2 separate regions of the Oncorhynchus mykiss genome follow, and region 2 is linked to region 1. A link is a contact called in public Hi-C data. All regions are on one chromosome and are shown on one strand. The core of a region is the stretch at or near the end of the contact, and the rest is flanking DNA. Distances in the headings are between cores, read along the strand shown.

Evidence for each region. Hi-C and Micro-C count contacts between places; a contact is called where the count stands out from the background.
Region 2: a Hi-C map of liver shows a contact between it and region 1, with 6 times the contacts expected there. The contact joins the promoter of LOC110507327 here to the promoter of zgc:162872 in region 1. A contact is called at or near these places in 2 of 3 Hi-C or Micro-C datasets (blood and liver).

The regions. Positions count from the first base shown.
Region 1 is chr27:1,888,371-1,892,331 of USDA_OmykA_1.1, reverse strand. It overlaps zgc:162872 (BAR_ACAPs and ArfGap_ACAP domain-containing protein), which reads left to right and starts at 1,849. Exons shown (of 22, transcript XM_021587235.2): 1 at 1,849-2,467; 2 at 2,664-2,721; 3 at 2,834-2,953; 4 at 3,106-3,159; 5 at 3,260-3,318; 6 at 3,774-3,957. The coding sequence starts at 2,415.
Region 2 is chr27:2,493,918-2,497,878 of USDA_OmykA_1.1, reverse strand. LOC110507327 (high mobility group protein B1) reads right to left here and starts at 2,220. Exons shown (of 5, transcript XM_021587247.2): 1 at 2,082-2,220; 2 at 1,035-1,197; 3 at 726-871; 4 at 460-634; 5 at 1-87. The coding sequence starts at 1,181.

The sequences.
Region 1 (3,961 bases), core at 600-3,099:
GACAGGTGCAAACGTTATAAAAAGTTACACTAATGACACAGCATAATCGACGCCGCCCATACTCGCACACCCCACGGTAGCTGCTGCTATAGTTAGCCATACCTAGCTAGTTAGTGTAGTTCAGTCCAGTCCTATGACCCTCCATGTTCAAGCGATATTTGAAGAAAAAGTCAACGAAAACATTAAACAACATAACAGCAATGTAAAGGCCTAGTTTACTCGAACGGACATACTGTTAAATAACAAACGATAACATGGCTAAATAGGCTAACAATAGAAAGGGGGGAGCGTTACATTAACGTTAGGTAGCTGTGCCAGTTAATGTTGACTTTTGCCAGGTATTACCAACCAGAATTAATCTTACCTTTGAACCACCTGATCCTCCTGGGGTAGTTGTAAAGGTGGTTGTCCTTGGTTGGCAAAACTTTAAAAGCCGTCTCATGTTTTCAAGGTTCGACACAACTTATTAGTTTGTTGGTGATTATGATTGAAAATGTTTTTCACATGGCTGGCTTCACATGCACCTTATTTGTTATTGGCCAATATTTGCATATTGTTATTTGACGTGTATCTTTTTTGACACATAAAGACCCAAACGGCGTTCCATACACTTAACCAGCATGGCTACTACAGCATTCTGCAGTGATATGCCATCCCATCTGATTTGCATACTATTGTTTGTTTTTCAACAGGACAATGACCCAACACACCTCCAGGCGGTGTAAGGGCTATTTGACCAAGAAGGAGAGTGATGGAGTGCTGCATCAGATGACCTGGCCTCCACACTCACCTGACCTCAACCCAATTGAGATGGTTTGGGATGAGTTGGACCGCAGAGTGAAGGAAAAGCAGCCAAAAGGTGCTCGGCATATGTGGGAACTCCTTTAAGACTTTTGGGAAAGCATTCCAGGTGAAACTAGTTGAGAGAAAGCCAAGAGTGTGCAAAGCTGTCATCAAGGCAAAGGGTGGCTACTTTGAAGAATCTCAAATATAAAATATATTTTGGATTTGTTTAGCACTTTTTTGGTTACTACATGATTCCATATGTGTTATTTCATAGTGTTGATGTCTTCACTATTATTCTACAATGTAGGAAATAGTAAAAATAAAGAAAAACCTTTGAATGAGTACGTGTGTCCAATCTTTTGACTGGTGCTGTAGATTCTATGGATCCTACTGAGTACTCCCAACCCCACTTTTACATCGCCACAAATAAAATAAAAAATGTTATAAGCCAATATGTAATGCATATACAGTGATTTTCATTGTGGCCAATGGAATGGATGTAGTAAAAGGCCAGCAACACTCTGTATTATTATTCATTGCCCCATGAAATGACACTATATATAGATTCTATAGACCCTAATGAGTACTCTCAACCCCACTTTTACATCCGCACAAACAACCGTTTTTTCTATATAAGCCTATATGTAATGCATATACAGTGATTTTCATTGTGGCCAATGCAATGGGTGGAGTAAAAGGCTAGCAACACTCCATATGATTCAGTACCCTATAAAATGACACCATATATAGATTCTACAAACTCTAATGAGTACTTCCAACTCCACTTTGAAACTGTCACAAATAATAGTTTTTTTCATTATAACACCAATATTGTGACATGCCAGTCTAAAATTTGTATTTTTCAACAGTGGTCTGAATTTTTTTAACATATATTTTCCATAAATTCCTTCTTGCTTTTGCTAAGAAGCAAAATAAAAATCGACATGGATTCAAATGTATTATCTTTAGAATGATTTATCCACCTTGCAATGTTTTGAAATAGCGGCTTTTACTTTGAAGGTTTTCTCATTATCATAAGAACGTGACATCATCGTTAGTGCCGCTAGCAGAAAAATAGTCATCATCGGATATTTACAAAAAGCGATTGGCAACATCTTGCATGTATGCGGAGACAGCTGTTTGAGACTAGTATTTATAGTTAGTTATTACAAAGGGACAGATCTAAAATTCTGTTGAGCTGTTACACGCTCATGCAGTCCATAACTTGTTGTAAGCGGGCATTGCCGCTCGTGTTCAGAAAAACGAATTACATTTTTTCACATCCCATCGATCGTCTTTCAAGGAAGGACACCTAGCTGGCTAGCTTTAGGCTATCCTTTACTCGAAGGCTAATGATAGGCATGCCGCTAATGCACTAGCTACTGAACATGTCAATTACATTTTGTTTTATTCTTTATAATTGTAGCAACTGGTTATGTTATTGTCACTGTTAGTGATGCAAGCTGTGACTTTAAATATGTATCATGAATAGCATAGACAGTTTATAAACATAGCTAGCTTAACGGTATTAGCTAGCTTAATGCTATCTAGGTCTCCCCATTGCATTTAATAATTTTGTCAAAGCTATTAGCCAGCTACCGTTCTACTGAAGAGAAATCGCAGCCAAAATGGATTCATTCTTGGACTATGAAGAATGCATCCAGGACTCACCTGCATTTAGGTTGGTAACCTTCACTAGGGCTTGGAGTTTTTCCTGCTCAGGTGTTAAGGAAAAACTCCTTGCTCCTCTACCTGTCACAACACTGGTCTAGATGATTTTAAACAATATAACACTATGACACTATGGTGCATTTCATAGCTCTGATGGTGAGTTTCTGGAGACTGGGGAATAATCTGTTTTTATTGGTTTTGCTCAGGCTTACCCTGGATAAGTGTCAAACTGATGTTGCAGAGCTGCAGAGTCAAGTGGAAAAGGTGCAAAGTTCTTTGTGCTCTGAAAATGTAGCAAGCAGCATGATGATTTTGCTTCTGCAGTGATGTCAATTGTAAGTCATAAATATCTGAGTGTGTATACCTCCTGATGCAGGTGATGAAGCTCTGTGGCAAGATGGTTGAATCAGGGCAAGCATACAACACAGCAAATCAGCATTTCCTCGCCGGACTGGCCGAGTTCTCCACGTATCACAAACGTGACAGCGTCATCGTGGTATGTATGAACAGGGAGAGGGTTAAAATGTAGGAAAGAAGGGCTTGGGGCAATTATAAGGGACACAAATCATTAGGCTAAAATTGGAATTTGGTTCTGTTTTATTATCACAAAATTGATGTCTGTTGGATTCTACTCTTCTGTCCTCATAGAACTGCATGAGTCAGTTCATTCAAGGACTACAGGAGATGATCAACTTTCATACTGTGAGTTGAGTTCCACTTGAGACGGATGATTGTTGTCCACTTGTTATGTGCTTAAGTCAGCGCAGGTTTTACTCTCCTAGTGGTTCTCTCCTGTCTTTAGGTGCTGTTTGACCAGACGCAAAGAGCTATCAATCAGCAGCTGTCAAACCTTCTCACACAGTATGTTGCCTTGCACACACACACACACACACACACACACACACAGGTGCACTTATAACTTGTTATAAGCATGAGCCTTAATAATGTCTTATAATAAGACTTAGGTCTCTCGATATTTCAACTTACACAAAATGTCTGGAATCTAGTCAGGATCATTATTATTAGGGTAACCTAGCGGTAAGAGCATTGGGCCAGTAACTGCTGGTTCGAATACTCGAGCCGAAAAGATGAAAAATCTCTCGATGCCCTTGAGCAAGGCACTTAAACCTAATTTGTTACAGGGGCACCATACTACTATGGCTGACCCTGTAAAACAACACATTTCACTACACCTAACAGATGTATGTGACAAAAGAAGAAGAGATAATTATAAGACATGCTCATGACAAGTTTTACAATGCATTATAACTGCATCATAATGCACCATAAATGTCCTTTATGTCTTTGTCATTTAGGTTCATACCCCAGCTAGGAGAGACTAGGAAGGAGTTTGTGCGGATTGGGGAGGATCTGGAGACGGCGGCGGTGAAAAATGCCCAGATATACCGCCACAAAGTCACCGATGCAGAGCGCGCCAGCCATCTTCTGTTGGCCACACGCAAATGTCACCAGCACTTTGCCCTTGATTACTGCTTGCAGGTAA
Region 2 (3,961 bases), core at 971-3,470, 610 kb before region 1:
ATCTTCCTCATCATCCTCTTCTTCGTCGTCAGCAGCTGCGGAGGAGGCCGTATCCACTCTACCATTGGTGCGGTATGAGGCGATATCCTGTGTAACACAACAATTATTTAGAGCCTGACCAATATGCTTTTCTGGGATCCAAGACATCTGCAGACATACCGTTTTACAGCGGGAAAATTAAAAAGCAATTTTTCCACATGGAATTCTCATATTGCCATCCAAAAGAACAATTGTCCAAGAAAATGCTTAAAACGTTACATTGTGACATGAGAATGGTCACATGTGTTTAGATAAGCATTAGATTCCCTTTTTTCCCCATCCTATTTATTTAATATCAGTGGAATTGTCTGCACCCATCTTATATCTGCAACCATCTTATTCAAATAAATTGTCACTGCATCGTGATCAGGAAATTAGATGTTTGTATATCAACCTCAATTTTAACAAAGCCCTACTCACCTTGTCGTATTTCTCCTTCAGCGTGGCAGCCTTCTTCTCGTACGGCTTCTTCTCCTCAGCTGCAGAGCTGTTCCACATCACTCCCAGCTTCTTAGCAGTGTCTCCAATGGACAGGCCTGGGTGCTCGCTCTTTATCTTGGCCCGGAAGTCAGCACAGAAGATGAAGAACGCAGACCTGAGAAACAAAAACAAACGCATGTCAATTCAAAGGGAAGTTTAATTCACCTTTATAATTGCTATCCAGTCTAGCTGCCATGCAAACCTACGGTGGTCTCTTGGGGGCATTAGGATCCTTGAACCTCTTCTTTTTCTGGCCATTGGGTGGGATGTAGTTCTTCATTTCTCTCTCGTAGCGGACCTTGTCTTGCTTCGCCATGTCTTCAAACTTGCCTTTTTCTTTAGGAGACATGGGCTAGATATAGAGGTATAAATTCAGATTACATATCTACATGGCCACCGCTAGACTGTCCACAAGGTCACTCAAGTGTAACAAAACATACTATGGTGGAAATATAGCCATAATCATATACCAGAAACATGTCACGTCACATTCATTCACTGTTGTGTAATGCTACCTTCCATCGCTCTGAGCATTTCTTGGAGAACTCAGCGAAGTTGACACTGGCTTCGGGGTGTTTCTTCTTGTGCTCCGCCCTGCAGGTCTGCACGAAGTAAGCATATGACGACATCTTGCCTCTCGGTTTCCTAGGATCTTTCCCCATGGTGACTTGTGTAGGTCTAGGAGAGATACAGTAGATACAGTTTCAAAAACATAAAGCCAAATTTGTCACCCTGAGCTTTGGCCATATTAAATGTGTGTCCCTCCCTAGCTGCCCATAACAAATAATGGGGGCTGGGGGTACACGACCTTTCTTGCAAATAAACATTTGTAATCACTAATAATGCTAACTAAATGCAAAACATATTTTTCTACTGTTTGCAACTAATTAACGGTGCGATTGTGCAAAGGGTTGTTGTGCTGTCGCTAGCTACAACGGCAGTTCGCTATCTTCGAATCCAGCCCCCTCAACACAACACTCAGCATATAGTTAGTTACTAGCTAGCCATCATGGATCCATCCCATTGTTGTGTCGTAGGTAACGAACCGTAGCCTTGCAGTGTGCTAGCGAACCGTTATAGCTAACTAACTAACGTGTTAGTGTTGCTAAAAACTCAATCGAGACTGAAAATCTGACTCGTATCACATGGTACAAAACAACGTTTACAGCCAAGAAAATCGAGATGCTCTCTGTTAACGTTACCTAACGTCAGCGCAGCAGCCAAGCTTGCTTGTTAGCCACGGCTAGCCAGCTAGCTATAGCAAAAATAACTAACGTTAGGTAGCTCTCTAGATGTACTCAAATATAGCTCGATAGATGTCTGGCTTCCATGAGTTTGTAAAATCAACTAACGTTAGTGAAATCGTTTTAGGTGGTGCCTGAAAAAGGGTGGTTGTTCGCTGTCTTTGTTAGCCCCCCCATCTACATAGCTAGTTAACAAGCTAATGTTTTATGAATGCTCAGCATAATACACACATTTCAACAAAAATAAATAATTGCCATGTTCTTATTTCCAATAACTCGCTAAATATTTTAGCTAATATTTGTGGTGTTAATACATACCCTAAGTTAGCTAGCCAGCTGCCTCAACAAACAACAATGGGACGGTGATTAATATTCCGCCAGAAGTACAAACAATCCCGTCACTTTCGTATGGTAATATTAAATCCTTCAAAATAAAAGCCCACAATTGAAATGTGGATCTTCTTAGTTCAAATCAAATCAAATTTTATTTGTCACATACACATGGTTAGCAGATGTTAATGCGAGTGTAGCGAAATGCTTGTGCTTCTAGTTCCAACAATGCAGTAATAACCAACAAGTAATCTAGCTAACAATTCCAAAACTACTACCTTATACACACAAGTGTAAGGGGATAAAGAATATGTACATAAAGATACATGAATGAGTGATGGTACAGAGCGGCATAGGCAAGATACAGTAAATGGTATTGAGTACAGTATATACATATGAAATGAGTATGTAAACAAAGTGGCATAGTTAAAGTGGCTAGTGATACATGTATTACATAAAGATGCAGTAGATGATATAGAGTACAGTATATACGTATACATATGAGATGAATATTGTAGGGTATGTAAACATTATATTAGGTAGCATTGTATAAAGTGGCTAGTGATATATTTTACATCATTTCCCATCAATTCCCATTATTAAAGTGGCTGGAGTTGAGTCAGTGTGTTGGCAGCAGCCACTCAATGTTAGTGGTGGCTGTTTAACAGTCTGATGGCCTTGAGATGGAAGCTGTTTTTCAGTCTCTCGGTCCCTGCTTTGATGCACCTGTACTGACCTCGCCTTCTGGATGATGGCGGGGTGAACAGGCAGTGGCTCGGGTGGTTGTTGTCCTTGATGATCTTTATGGCCTTCCTGTGACATCGGGTGGTGTAGGTGTCCTGGAGGGCAGGTAGTTTGCCCCCGGTGATGCGTTGTGCAGACCTCACTACCCTCTGGAGAGGGGCTTTAGTCAGGTGGCCAGGGTTCCGGTCTAGAAGTACGGTTTCGACAGCGCCTACAGTTTTGCTTCGGTACAGCAGTTTAAACGAAGAAGTCAGATTTGAAAATTCCTAATAAAACACTTTTGTCATCACTTTTTGTACAGTAAACATCTATTTAATTATTAAAATAATTTTCTCTGAGGCCGATCCCCCCATCACTCACAGCCAAAGATATTCATATTTTATATTCTTCCAATGTCTGCCATATTTTAGGATGACCTGATGATGACGTCGGACTCGTCACTGCTCATGCTGCTCCCTGTGTGCACTGAGTGCTAGTGTGCATGTGATGTTTGTCCGTATAAACTGTATGCAGATGCTGGTCCATATAAACCGGATGCAACCCAAATATAGACGGTCCTCAATCGGCATATGCGAATGTGAGTAGATTTCCTTGAAAACAACGGCGGTCATCTTGGACGCAGTCTCACGTGCTTATTTACCTCAGTGGTTTTAGGTGCCTCGTACGAACAATCCTGATCTAGTGAAACAGAATGTAAGCTTGCGAGATCAGGATGGTTTGTACGAGATGAGGGTTTTGATGGGGACGACATTCAAAAAGTTGTATTGCTGCCCACTACTGGATTCAAAGTAAAAAAGAAAACCATACTTGATGGGGAAAAACAAAGTTCCTCCTCACAGCTAAAATAGTTGACGAAACAAAACCAAGCAAAACAGACTCCCAAGTCTTCCGTTCTTCAAAGTTCCATATCTCCCGACTCAGGCTCTGGGGCCTGAGAGAGTAGTACGGCTTGTGATAGCCTTCCATGTGACTCATTCGCAGAGAAGTCCTCCAATCTCAGAAACTGCTCCGCCGCATTCAACAATGTTGTCAATTTTTTAAAACTTTTTCTCCACTTATGCAGTGTCGTTGATCACCATAGCCATAAAGAGTACAAAGTCGACCTTTCTAACCTGTAGAATATG